Linked DNA regions of Macaca mulatta: region 1 is linked to region 2. Evidence: chromatin contacts called from public Hi-C data. All regions are on one chromosome and are shown on one strand. The core of a region is the stretch at or near the end of the contact, and the rest is flanking DNA. Distances in the headings are between cores, read along the strand shown.

Evidence for each region. Hi-C and Micro-C count contacts between places; a contact is called where the count stands out from the background.
Region 1: a contact with region 2 is called in a Hi-C map of fetal cortex germinal zone, with 1.9 times the contacts expected there. The contact joins the promoter of NECTIN1 here to the enhancer-like site in region 2. A contact is called at or near these places in 3 of 14 Hi-C or Micro-C datasets (cortical neurons, fetal cortex germinal zone and liver).

What each region holds. Positions count from the first base shown.
Region 1 is chr14:120,409,321-120,416,244 of T2T-MMU8v2.0, forward strand. It overlaps NECTIN1 (nectin cell adhesion molecule 1), which reads right to left and starts at 5,115. Exons shown (of 6, transcript XM_015115962.3): 1 at 4,420-5,115. The coding sequence starts at 4,498.
Region 2 is chr14:120,353,691-120,360,105 of T2T-MMU8v2.0, forward strand. The region is part of intron 5 of NECTIN1 (nectin cell adhesion molecule 1); the gene reads right to left. Among named protein-coding and RNA genes, the nearest start is that of NECTIN1, 58 kb to the right of the region's middle. Within about 2 kb of position 3,426, at least 9 of the 40 cell types and tissues checked have an H3K27ac peak or open chromatin away from gene starts, as enhancers often do. A contact at or near this core is called in fetal cortex germinal zone, where this site is marked.

The DNA of each region.
Region 1 (6,924 bases), core at 3,865-6,364, 57 kb after region 2:
ACACAGCTCTGCAGGGCCCTCATAGAGGACCAAAGCTCATGCTCACACCCTTTTTCAATGCCCAGAGTATGCTACCTCCCCTCCCCACACACACCATGATTCTTTTTCTTAAGTACCCATGTAGGAAGCAAAGATGCCAAATTAGGAGCTGAAAAACTGTCTCCCTTTGCCCCTCCCAGCCGTTCATGGATCATGAGAACTCGTCGGGCAGGCCAGGCCCCAGGTAATGCCAGGTTCCAGTGCTGCTCTGCCTGCCAGGGAAACAACAGAAGGCTGACAAGAGAGGAATCCCTCTCCCGGTGTGGTCAAGGTCTTCAGCATCTCCCTGTGAGGAGGCAGAGGCCCAGCCTAAAGCCAAGGGCAGAGCAGAAAAAGGAAGCGGCATAGAGGCTTCCCAGCTGCCAAAGGGGCCGGTAGTGTGTCCTAGAAGAGCGAACCAAGGGCAAATCTTGGGTGCCCTCCCAAAGTCACCCTCACTGACACTCTGACACATAAGAGATGCATTCTCAAGTCCGGACCACTCACAAAGTCCTAGTCAGAAAGTTCTAAGCAGTCAGTTACATGTGAATATACATTCGATGTTATATATTTATGGCCCTAGTCCCATAGCGACCCACAGACACAAGTACATACACCTCCTACTCCTAGTCCCCACAGATGCGCACATGCACAGTGAATGGCAGATCACCAACACAAACACACAAAGCCCTGGGTACGTGTGTGCACGTACACTCTATACTAAAGGTGAGACCCTAGGCAGACTGTCAGAAATGTCACAGCTTAAGTTCCACAACTGGCTCATGACCATTCTAGCCTGGCACACTGGCTAATGTTTAAAGTTGTTTTTTTTTTTTTAAAATCAGCAAAACAGGTGAATATGCTGACACCTCTCTATCTGTCCCTCTCTGAGGTAGGAGGCATTCAATTCACCAGGTTAGCCAGGAAAAGATACCATCGGAAAAATCGAAGATACATTCACACCTCCCTTGGGTGTTTTCTGTTCGTGCTGAACAATGAACATTAGTCAGCTGCTAAACAATGGCAGTATCATAGACACAGCAACTGGAACTGACCCTCTGCCCCCCGCCCAAGCCGGGCTCACTTGCTCAGACATCAGCACTAGGGTTCTGGCCAGCTCAACCATCCTGGCAACATACAACAGAGTCTGGTGGTCAAGCAGTAGCCAAGGTGGATTCATTGTACAAATGTGAGTGGCTGAGAAGGGAACTGATAACACTCTTAACCTCAGCCAGCCTCAGGCAACGAGGGCTACCTGTCCCATATGCTCACAAGTTCAGGTTAAAGAGATGCCTTCTGGGTCACTCAGCCAGGGCAACTGGGCCCAAGTTCTGCAGTATCTCCTCTTCCCCTCCAGTCTTGACTACGGAGTCCTAGAATCCAATTCCAAGGCACTCCACAGTGCTGCCTTATAAATGGGTAAGGAGATTCCCACTTATACATGCTGCAAACCCCAGGCCAGCAGAACTGGTCTTGCCATAATGCCTTGCCCAGCAAGCTGAAGCACACCACTGTATGTGAGAAATAGAGAGAGAGGAAGGAAAATAACCCAATAGCCCCGACACTTGGAATTTCAAAGACCACATGGCAGCAAGCTCTGCACAAGCTGCAGAGAGGCTGCAGAGAGGGGTGTGCTGTGACCCGACAGGTCTTCCGAGGGTGTGCATGACACCTGGGGTGTGTGTTCTCTTTCCAGACAAAAGGTGTAGGGAAGCCAATTAGGGAGGGTGTGGTGTAGGTGGGACACCAGCTCAACGCACCTGCTTCTCAGGCAGGTTCTCTGCCTCCTCCTCGGGCTCCCCCATCTCTTTTTGGGATGTAACCCACCTGCCCCACTGACCCTCTCCTCTAAGTTAACAGGAAGAAACCGTGGATTGTCATCTCAGGAAACAGAGGCCTGTGGGGCTTTACCACACTGCTCAGTGAAGTCTGTGTTGTTGAAAACATACTTCTGTGTTTACACTTCAGTAGCCAAATTGGGAGTGTTTTGAAGTTGGGGGCAATCGCATACACTCCAGGCCCCTCCCTCTTCCTCTCCTCAAACCCCTAGACCCAGGTTCCCTGTCACAGCCCAGGAAAACCCTGAAAAGAGCACCAGACTGGCAAGTCCCTAGAGAGATGCTATAGCGGGCAATGGGGAGGAAGCTGGCAGGTGATGCAAAGTAGGATGTGGACTTGCAACTTCTGGGCCAACCAGCCTCCATCCAAGTGTCAGACTGGGCACAACCGTATCCACCTGCCTCTCTGCACTCATGGACCCTAGAGCAAGCAAGCAGAGAAGGCCCCAGGAGCCCAGGCACTGGGCAGAGGAGCTGGGCGGTTTGGGAACTTGGGTGCATGGATGCTATCCATCAGTCAATTATAGTCGATGGAAGAGCATTTATTAAGTACCTCTCTCAACCCTGGTTCCTTTCTCTGCATCCCACCCTTTCATGTGGATTTTTGGCAGGGGTTGTATCCACCTTGAGCCAGGTGAGTTCACCTCCCTGCTCCCACTTCCTGAGTGGGTGGAGCACAGCAGGCCTCTAGTCCCCAATGAAGGAATTAACCATGAAGGGATCACAAAGCTGGGGAAAGAGAATAACAAAAGGAGGGGAGAATGGGGTGGGTTCCTTCCCCTTCTCCCAACCCTTCCCACCACCCTTTGTCCATCCCAGGATTACATTAACCCCTAGTGTGCTGGACCAACCAGAGCTCTGGGAAGCTCTCCTTTCTCTGGGTTCTGGATAAGGACATATGTAATTGAAGGGTTCCTGGAAGCTCAAATCCCAGTGGCCAGGCAAGTCCTAGAGCCGGAACTTCTGTATCTCAGGCTGGCTTCCTAGGCCATCCAGTGTGAGAAGACCTCTGGCTCTCACCAAGACCACCCTCTGGGGGGAGGGTGAGCAGTGACACCTGTGAGCACTGGATTTTCCCTACCCCCCCAAAATCCAGCAGGGCAGCACCCCAGGCTTCAGGGGTGGAGGCACCCCAGTACCCGCTTTCACAAACTGCTTCCCAGACATCCACCACTCAGGGAGATTGGTGGGGGCCTCCTAGTGAGCTGGCTGGCAGCAGAAGAGGCATAGAAGGGAATGAGGCCAGGCTTCTGCCTTCCAGGAGGGCACCCTAGCCCCGGAACTAGGCAGCCAGACTGGTCTCTCGATAACAAACTGCCTGGCCATTCTGCGGCATCGCACATTGTAGGAACTCGGGATCTAATATTCCTGCCCCACGAGGAGAGAGTCTCTGTACACTGACCCCCTAATCTGCCACCCCAAGGCGGGGACCATGTGCTCCAGTCAAGATCCTCCCCGCTCCTCAAAATCCCATCTTGCTAGAGCTGCAGGTCATCTCTGGTTTCTACCCAGGGAGCTGGAGGAACTCCCCACACCCCTTGACCCGCGCTTGGTGTCCAGCCAGCCGGCGAGCTCGGCAGCTTCTCCAGGGACACAAAGGGTTAAATCCAGGCGAGGGGACTCGGTCGGATTTGCCTCCTAAACGCATTTTCCAGTTCATTCCCCAGCACAATATGCCTGGGCCGGTCCCAGCCTCCGAGCCCACCCCACCCGTCAGAATGGGCCACCAGGGCCACCCCGGGGTCGGGCACGAGGTTAACCCCTCGGCTGCCGGCAGCCCGCACCTCGAGGAAGGACACGCGGGGCACCCTCGGGAAAGTGGGTCATGCAGCTACCTGGTTGGCACGAAGCCCGCGGCGTCTCCTCCAGGGAGAGCCCCCAGAGCTGGGAGCAGAGTTCCAAGGGGGAGCCCGGTCCCGCGCCAGGCCCGGAGGTTGCAATCCCAGGCTGCCCCGGCCTCACCCTCCAGGAAAGGAACCGCAGGTGAGCGAGGAGCTGCCTCTGCTGCAGCAGCCGGCTCTCCGCGCCCGCTGTGGGGCGGTGTGGGGCGGGAGGGGGCCCGAGCGTCCTGAGCCGTCTGGCAAAGGGGCCGCCGAAAGAAACGAAGCCCCCCCGCCCCCGCCATACTCCAAACCCGCAACCCCTCAGCTCCGAGACTGACGCCCTCTCCCTGGGGCTGTTGTCTCCCACCCCGAGACGGTGATTACGGTGATTATTTTGCATTTATGTAACACGCAGTGTTTCCAAACTGCTTTCCGAGCAGAGAGCTGGTTATTAAATAAATAGAACGCTATTACATATTATTATTTTTGTGAAGAACTGAGCGGAGAAAGTGCTTTCATGCTACATAGAGACGTGCATCCGACTGCTTCCCTGCAGGGCAGGCTATTCGGCTTCTTAACCTCTTTCTCCGCCGTGCCACCTCCCACCCCCTTTACCCAAGCCGTGACCCAACTTTTTTGGCTCCTTTCACTCCCCACAATCCAGTCGTGCCCGCCATCCGGCTCCCAGCCCCGGGGAGGCACTGGATGGGGGTGGGGACAGCAGAGGTGAGCGCGCTTACCTGGGAGGAAGAATGCGGTCAAGCCGAGAGCGAGTCCCCACCAGCGTCCAGCGGCGCCCGCAAGCCCCATCCGAGCCATCGGGGGCCGGGGGTCCGGCGAGAGGGACGGCGAGGGCAGCGCTCCTCGCGCTGCAGAAACCAGCCCGGAAGACGAAGGAAGATCGCTGGCGGCCGGCGGGCGCTCGGAGGATCCAGGTCAGCCGCAGCCGTCGGCCGGGGCGGGGTGGGCTGGGTGGGATCCGCGCGGCCGCAGTCCGGGCCCCGGGCCGTCGCCGGCTCAGAGGCTCGGCAGATACCCGCCGCAAGTTGCACGAGTCATGCCCCTTCTCCTCCTCCGTTCTCCTCCCGGCGCCGGTCCCCGCCCTCTTCTTCCACGCAGAGCGGGGCTGGGGAGAGGGACCCACCCCCGGCGCGCCCGGCTGCCCGGCTGCGCGGCGCGGGCTCCTGGCCCCGGCGCGCTCACACCCTCCCGCTCGGCTCCAACTTGCAAGCGTCCATGGCCGTCCGTCCTACGAGGGTGGCTGGACGCGCCCGGGCGGCGTGGAAGGCTCGGGGCCCAGGCGGCGGGCGCTGGGTTCGGCGGCCGGCGGCCCGGGTGGCTCTGGCTGCGCGGTTGGGCGCGAGGAGAACGGGTTCGAGGCGCCGTGCGTCCCAGCCGCCGCCGCTCTGCCGGGTGCCGGCGATCCGCAACAATGTGGAGCCGCGCTCGCTGCTCTCGCTCTCTTTCTCTCACTCGTCGAGCTCCAGCCTCTCACCCGCTCGCCCGTGATGTCAGCCAGAGGGGAGGGGTTAGCGTTAACCCCCTCCTGGCCTCGATGCGCGCCCACCAGGGCCCGGTCGGAGCCCGAGCGCACGCGCCTTCCCGACCGAAGCAGAGGCGGATCGCGAGCGCGGGCCGCGGGGTCCGGTTCAGGACCCTCGCTCGGGAGCTGCCCCTCGGCCGCCTTCCAGCTGGGGAGCCGGCTGGAGCGCGGGCTGCCCTCCTCCTCCGCTGACAAAGGCAGGCAGTGACCCCTAGCGGCCGGCGAAGCCGAGGCGCGGGGGGTGGGGGTGGGGGTGGAGTTAGGACCGGTCTGGGGACGGCTGTGGAGGAGAGGGCGGGATGGAGAATCTCCGCTAGCAGCGTCGGAGCTGGCAGGGCTTCTGTAAGTCCTCTGCTCCCACCCTGCTCCCATTTCACAGGAGAGGAAACAAAGGCCCAAAGAAGAGTTCCGCCCGGGGCGGAACGTGGCAGGGCTCGCAACAGAACCGTCTCCGGAGATCCCTCTCCTCTGCACCACTTGGAGGCTCCACGGAGAGGCAGCGGTGCGCGGGGCGACGGGGAGCTGCCAGAGAAGTCGGTGGTGGGCATGAGTGGGTGAGACGGGCCCACTGAGGTTTCTGGTAGAGTTTCTTTTCTAATCCCTGCTCCCTTCGGGGGTTCCTTTCCCAAAAATTGAAGCACCCCGCGCCCCGCACTTGCCCAAACAGAGCCTGAAACCGAGCTCTCCTCCAGTTTCCAGGACCTTAGTTTTGAGAGATTTGTGGGGTTCCCGCTAAAGTGGATCGTCCAGTCAGTGTCCCTGGCAGGGCAGGGACTCTCCGCCCCATCCCGTTCACCACCCACCACATCCGGGTGTGGTAGGATTTCTGCCAAGGCGACTGCGCCCTCCAGGCCTGCCCTGTTCCCCTTGCTCTGGTCCTTCTATCCCCATCCCCTCCCCCTGGGGGAGGAAGACAGACAGAGTTTGCCACTAAGGAGAGCTGAATTCTCCCCAGACCCTGGCGGGACCCTGCTCCCTCTACCCTTTGCCCAGCCCTCTAGGCGGGCAGGAGCAGAGGGGAAGTGGCTGTTTCTGATAACATGTAAATTCTGGTTCTTCACTGTAGAAGGGGCAAAGACAGCACCATATTCCCACTGTCTGGGTTCCAGCCCTGGAGTGTCTCGGTTTCTCGCTGAAGTAGTCAGATCTGGCATTCTCATGAACACTCACCCACTCACTGTATGGTCTTTTACATTTAACAAATGTAACCTGGGCTTTCTTTGTATCAAAACACAGTGCCTGGCTTGGGGATACAGAGACATTATCATTGCCCTAAAGAAACTCAATCTAGTTGAGGGGGAGGGGGAAGACAGACATAGAAACGGATGTTGTAAACAAATATTTGATATGGGATTGTGTGGGTTTGGTGGGTCACAGCGAAAGTACCCAGTTTAGCCCGGGGTGCGGTTGGTGTAAAGGCTTCAGGGAAGGGAACACAGGGTCTCTGTGAGTCATCTATCAGACCAAGGTAAGTGCTGGAGGGCAGAGACATAAAAGACACTGGATTTAAGGTAGAGGGTCAGCATGAGGAAAGGAATGAAGGTAAGCAATAGTCAGGGGAGTAGGGGGCCCACAACGGGGGCCCACAAAGGGTTGACTGGTGGTAGGCTGAGCCTAAGACTTGAGGAAAGGAGAGGCCTGCAGATTGGTGAATCATGCCCGGAGGGTTTTAAACTGGGGAACACGCTATGAAATTTAGTTT
Region 2 (6,415 bases), core at 2,176-4,675:
ATTTACCATGCCTGCCTGTGGTCCTTCTGCCAGTTTTCAAATGGTTAAAGTTCTTCTCTTCTGCAGGAATGAGGACAGGGTTTGAGGAAGTGGCAGCCTCATGATCATTTGGGATTGACTCATTTCAGTGTGTTGCAGTAGTTTATAAGTTCACTATTGTTACTTTTGTGCTTTCTTCAACAGCAGAGACCCAATAAAAAATAAAGCTCTCCTACATTTTCCTCAACTAGTTTGAATTTTCTGGACCTCTCAAGTCACATCATTGCAGTATGGTAGAGTGTACGGTCTTATCTGTTTCACAAGAATGACTGGTATCCCAAGTAGTTTGTAAGTTATAATTGAAAATGCAGGCTGGGCACAGTGGCTCATGCCTGTAATTCCAGCACTTTGGGAGGCCTAGGTGGATGGATCACCTAAGGTCAGGAGTTCAAGACTAGCCTGATCAACATGGTGAAACCTCGTCTCTACTAAAAATACAAAAATTAGCCGGGTGTAGTGATGGGTGCCTGTAATCCCAGCTACTTGGGAGGCTGAGACAGGAGAATTGCTTGAGCCTGGGAGGTGGAGGTTGCAGTAAGCCCAGTTTGTGCCACTGCACTCCCGCCTGGACAACAGTGCAAGACTCTATCTCAAAAAAAAAAAAAAAAATGCACCTTGAACCTGACCTCTTCTCACCATCTCCATCACTACCACCCTGATCCAAGATACCCTCATCTCTCATCTGGATTATTGACTGCAATGGCTGCCTAACTGCTTTCCTGATTCCACCCTTTCCCTCTGTGGACTGTTTTCCACACAGCAGCCAGACAAATCCTGTTAAAGTGTAAGTCACATCTGCTCAGAGCCCTCCAATGAGTCTCCCTAGAGCCTTAACATGCTCTGCGTGCCCTACGCCCCGCCCCACCTCTGAAGTCATCTGTTCCTGCTTTCCTGCAGGCTTGCCCCACTCCTGGCACACACTGCATAGGCTGCCCTGCCCCCGGGAAGCCACTTCCCCAGGGGCCCCAGGTTCTCTCCTTTACCTCCTTTGGGACCCAGCTCAAACAGCCCCTTCTCATCAAGACCTTCCCCAACTACCCTATTTAAAACTGCAGCTCATAAGCCCATTCCACCTCTGTGGTCCACAGCACTTGGGATCCCCTTACCCTGCTCTTTTTTTTTCCTCCTCAATTTCACCTTCAAAATTACTACTTTTTTTTTTTTTTTTTTTTTGAGATGGAGTCTCACTCTGTCGCCCAGGCTGGAGTGCAGTGGCGCCATCTTGGCTCACTGCAACCTCCGCCTCCCGGGTTCAAGCGATTCTCCTGCCTCAGCCTCCCAAGTAGCTGGGATGACAGGCACGTGCCACACACCTGGCTAATGTTTGTATTTTTAGTAGAGACGGGGTTTCACCATGTTGGCCAGGCTGGTCTCAAACTCCTGACCTCAGATGATCTACCCGCCTCAGCCTCCCAAAGTGCTGGGATTACAGGCATGAGCCACCGCGCCCAGGCTACGTATTTTTTATTTTTTATTTATTTTTTATTTATTTATTTATTTTTTTTGAGACGGAGTCTTGCTCTGTCGCCCAAGCTGGAGTGCAGTGGCGCGATCCTGGCTCACTGCAAGCTCCGCCTCCTGGGTTCAGGCCATTCTCCTGCCCCAGCCTCCCGAGTAGCTGGGACTACAGGCGCCCGCCACCTCGCCCGGCTCATTTTTTGTATTTTTAGTAGAGACAGGGTTTCACCGTGGTCTCGATCTCCTGACCTTGTGATTCGCCCGCCTCGGCCTCCCAAAGTGCTGGGATTACAGGTGTGAGCCACCGCGCCCGGCCGTATTTTTTAAAAATGTATTTTATCTATTGTCTTTCCTCCTATGCAAAAACATAAGCTCCACCAGGATAGGGACTTCTTGTCTGTTTTGCTCATGGATTTATACCAAGCACCTAGATTGCCTGTCACGTGGCCGGTGTTCAAGAAATATTTGTTGAACGACAGAATGAATTCTACAATGGCAAGATTATGTCTTAGAGATGAGCCTTGTTCTAGGTGGAGCAAGTATTCAGGAGAGACTCAGATAAACCTGCACAGGGCCCACTAGGACCTTGTTTCTCTGGAGTGGGTGACAGGAGGAGTGGTGTGGTGGCTTGGGACCAGATTATACAAGGTTTTTTTCTCCTCCAGGACTTCTGCTTAATTTTTTTTCCTAAGTCCTTTTCTTCTTCTTTTTTTTTTTTTTTTTTGAGACAGAGTCTCGTTCCATCGCCTGGGCTGGAGTGCAGTAGAGCGATCTCGGCTCACTTCAACCTCTGCCTCCCAGGCTCAAGCAATTCTTGTGCCTCAGCCTCCTGAGTAGCTGGGACTACAGGCATGCACTGCCACACCCGGCTAATATTTTGTAGAGACGGGGCTTCACAATGTTGGCCAAGCTGGTCTCGAACTCCTGATCTCAAGTGATCTGCCCACCGCGGCCTCCCGAAGTGCTGGGATTACAGGTGTGAGCCACCGCACCTGGCCAGCTTTTTTCCCCAAGTTCTAAGGAGGTTTACTCTTTCCTGGGGATCTTTTGGGATCAAATAGAACCCTAGTTATTTTGGCTACTTTAGGGCTGGGCCTGTGTAGCAGCAGCAGAATGGCTGGGATGACCTTCTAGCATCAAAGACTTTTGAGTGAGGATACTGAGCGAGGGAGAGAAGAAAGGAGAAGCGTGGGGACCTAACTCATTTGCAAGCAGAAGGGGCTGTCTGGGGTGGAGTGGAGCGTCCTCCCCTCCCCCTCCACCTCTCCAGCTGTTACACTCAGCCAGTAGCTCCTGTCTCTGTGCCAGGAGCAGAGCTGCAAGGGCCGCAGCTGGGAGAAGAGAGAAGAGCCAGGCCGCGGGGTCATTTATGTTTGCTGGCAGGGGCCCAGCCAGCCTCCCTCACATCCTCTTACAAAGGGAGCAGCTTGTCCCCATTCCCGAAAGGTTGTAGCTTCTCTTCTGGGGTCCCTGGCTGGTCAGGACAGTGGGGAAGTGGGGGCTCTGCATGCCTTTGGGGTCCTGGTTCTCTGAGGTGGGTAGGCTGGTGCTGGGGGCTTTGGATAGATCTGAGGTACAGTGACGTGTTAGGGCTTACAGTCTGGATCTAGGATCTGGAGGTTTGGGGTCAAAGAGAATGTTTGGGTTTGCCTCCAAAACCAATGCCTGGTGCTTCCTCAGGCAGGAAATGCTCTGGCATCAGATTAGGCCCGGAAGCTGCAAGAACTACACTCCCAGCATGCAGTGCAGCCAGCCACAGGGAGAGTGGGGAGGCCTGGGGTCCACCTCTGGGAAGCCCTTTTGTCCATCTGCAGCTGCAGCAGCTGTGCCTCGTGTCAGACCATCAGGCAGAGCCTCAGCAAGCTGGGGGAGAACCGAATCCTCCCAGAGGCACGGATGCAGCTGCCTTCTCAGACCTCCCAACACACTGCCATTCGCCGGCTCAGAGAATGGCACGTTGCCACGGCACAGCCACAGGCTCCCATGTGCACACTCAGCATGCAGACGGAGCCTGCTCACACTGGTTCACATTTACACGCCCAGAGACACATGTCCATACCATGGCTGGACAAGCACACTTGCAGGCTCATACCTGCCTCCCTTCCAGGACACTGGCCTTCAAGGCCCACAACTCTGGGTCTGAAGAACTCCAGGCCTGACGGGCAGACTGTGATCCTCACCCGCAAGGGCTGAGCCCGGGGTTTCAGTGGAAATGTGAGTTGGGACAGACGCCCCGCACCCCGGGATGGGAGTAGGGACGGACATCCTACACCCTGGCAGCCTCCCTGCCCTGCTCTTGGGAGTGGCAAGAGGCTGGGTCCCAGCTGGAGAGGCCTGGCCCGTCTCCTCCTGACACACACAGGGATAGAGCCTGCCTCATTTGCTTTTTTCAGTCTGGTCGAGGCTGCACCCTGGGCCTCTCCCCATCTTGTCATTACCCCAGAGGGAGAAGGAAGGGAGCTTCATTTTGTCACCACTGGGCCCACCCTATGAAACTGCTCCTCTGTGTAAGAGCCGCTAAAAGGGGCTTCTCTGGGGCCTGAGCCCACAGAAGCACACACAGATTCTGTTGGGTCCATCTCCTCAGTGCCCCCATCACCACAGCCACAGCCTGGGCCTGTTGTTTCCCACTAGGGACTCACTCATGGTGGCAGCTCCTAACGGGTGTCCTGGTGCCATCCACGCAACCCCCTGAATGCTCAGTCTAACCCACACACCTCACCATGGTGCTTCCTGGCTGAGAGCCCTTCAGACTCCCTGTGGCCAACAGAGAGAAGGCCTTGCTTCTTCCTCCCTGCCCACTCTGCTCCAGCCATTTTCCTTCCCATGCTTCCCTGGCCTGGGCGCCCCGCCCTCCAGCCCAGCCTACTCACTCATCTCCCAGCAACCACTCAGTGCTCCCTCCGTGGGGGCCCAGGGCCCCAAGAAGCTGTGCCAAAGCGAGTCTGCGCAGGTGTGCAGTGGCCCAGCACACACGTGTTCTGCACACGCATGACCCTTCAGCACACCCCCTGCTGCCCACCTTCTGCCCTGCCCCAGTCACTCCTCATTTCCCTTTCCAGATGCGCCCAGGGCAAAGTTATTACCCGAACGAATGGCCAGAATGAAAAATTAAATTTCCACTTATCCGTCTCGCTCATGCATCCCCTCTGGACCAGTGGGGCTTAGAGCAAGGGCATGGCTGTGCCCTGCAGGGTGGGCTCCCCAGAGAATGTGGCAGGCACTGGCCGACGTGGGATGGAGGGTGGTGAGGTCAGCTGCTGCTTGGAAATTGCCTGAGAGCACAAGAACACACAGCCCTGAGAAGGCTCAGGCCACCTCCCTGAGTCCTCCGGAGGGGGCTGAGAGTCCCGTCCGAGGGAGGCCAGCCGCTCAGCTCCTGGGCCTATCAATGATTCAGTGAGTGCCATGCGTTCCTTGCTCCTGCCTAAAGGGGCTGTCAGCAAGAGCCATGTTGTGTCCCTCTTCCAGCTGGGACCCTAGGTGGCCCGGCCCCCCTGCCCCCAGCCCACACCCCTCACGTGTTGATAGCCCACCATCAGGGGAAGGTATCGCCGCGCAGTGAGTACTGCGTGATCGTAAGAGGCCTGAGACAAGTGTGAGTATCTCCGCATTAGAGGTTAGGAAGCCGAGGCTCAGAGAGGTGAAGAACTTGCTCAAGGCCACACAGCTAGGAAGAGCCAGTGTGTGAACACTCAGGCGAGGTCTGTGCTGTCCCCCGTGTGACAGTGCCTCCCTGAGGGGTGGTCATGTTCTCTATGGCCACTCCACATGGAACACAGGCCCTGCCCTTCCCACCTCCCCCTTGACTCCCCCAGTATTTCAGGGCTGGAGCTTGGGTAACCCTGAGGCTCCTCTACTCAGACTTTCCCCGCTGGGGAGAAGTGTGTGACACCAGCCCCTTCTGCCTGCCAACCCATGGGAACCCCCCAGCTTTCCCCAGGCTCCAACCCTGATGCTCCTCCTCATATGACCAGTCTCAGGGCCGAGGCCAGGGATTGCAGACAACAGCAAGTGGCTCCACATTGCCGCCCCTGGGTGAGAGGTGACAGAACAGCACTGAGGACAGGTAGGCGCAGACCCTGGACAACTTCACATGGCTCTTTCTGCAACTGTGCCCTAAATGTACCCACAAATGAGGTCTCCCACTCCAGAGACACTGGCTCAGAGCTCACGAATTGTCATGGCTTGCCCAAGCTTTGTGGCTGGAGCCCAGGAACTGCCGACCAGTCTTCTGTGTCCCTGAGCACGTTACTTCCTATATCTCAGTCACAGTGGGACACCACTTACTCTTTTAGACCCTCTGTCCCTTTGTCACCCTGCAGCTAGCTCAGGTCCACTGTAAAAGACACTCCCCATGTGAAGTTGTGCTGGCAGTTTACCCCTGTGTGGACCTGTTTTGATGCTTCCATTAATAATAATGCTAATGATGGAGGTCAGGGTAATAATCATGGAGCATTGGCCATTTATTGACAGACTGATCTGTGCTAGGTACTTGACCTACATCACGTAGAATTCTGACAACAGCCCTTCGAGGCACATCATACTGTCCCCGTTTTACAGATGAGGGTCTGTCCAGGGTCACAGCTGTCTGACATCAAGCCCAAGCTCCTTTCATGTCCCAGGTGAAGTCTCTCCTCAGAACATCCTAGCCCTTGTCCTCCCTTTGCCCGGATGGGTAAGTTGACAGAAAGCTGCAGGGAGAGCTCAGTTGCAGGGCACACAAAGCACTATGGCTTTGGGCTACATCTTCGCTTTCTCTCCAGTCTCCCTGCTTGAGGTAAGCCTCACTTTCTGGCTCACGAAGAGGTCCTCGACCACAGGTGCAGACCTTGGAGGAGATGAGCTCCACCTGCAAACCTATCCCCACCACGCCAGCATCCCACCGTGTGTGGTGCTGGCAGATCCACGGGCAGGC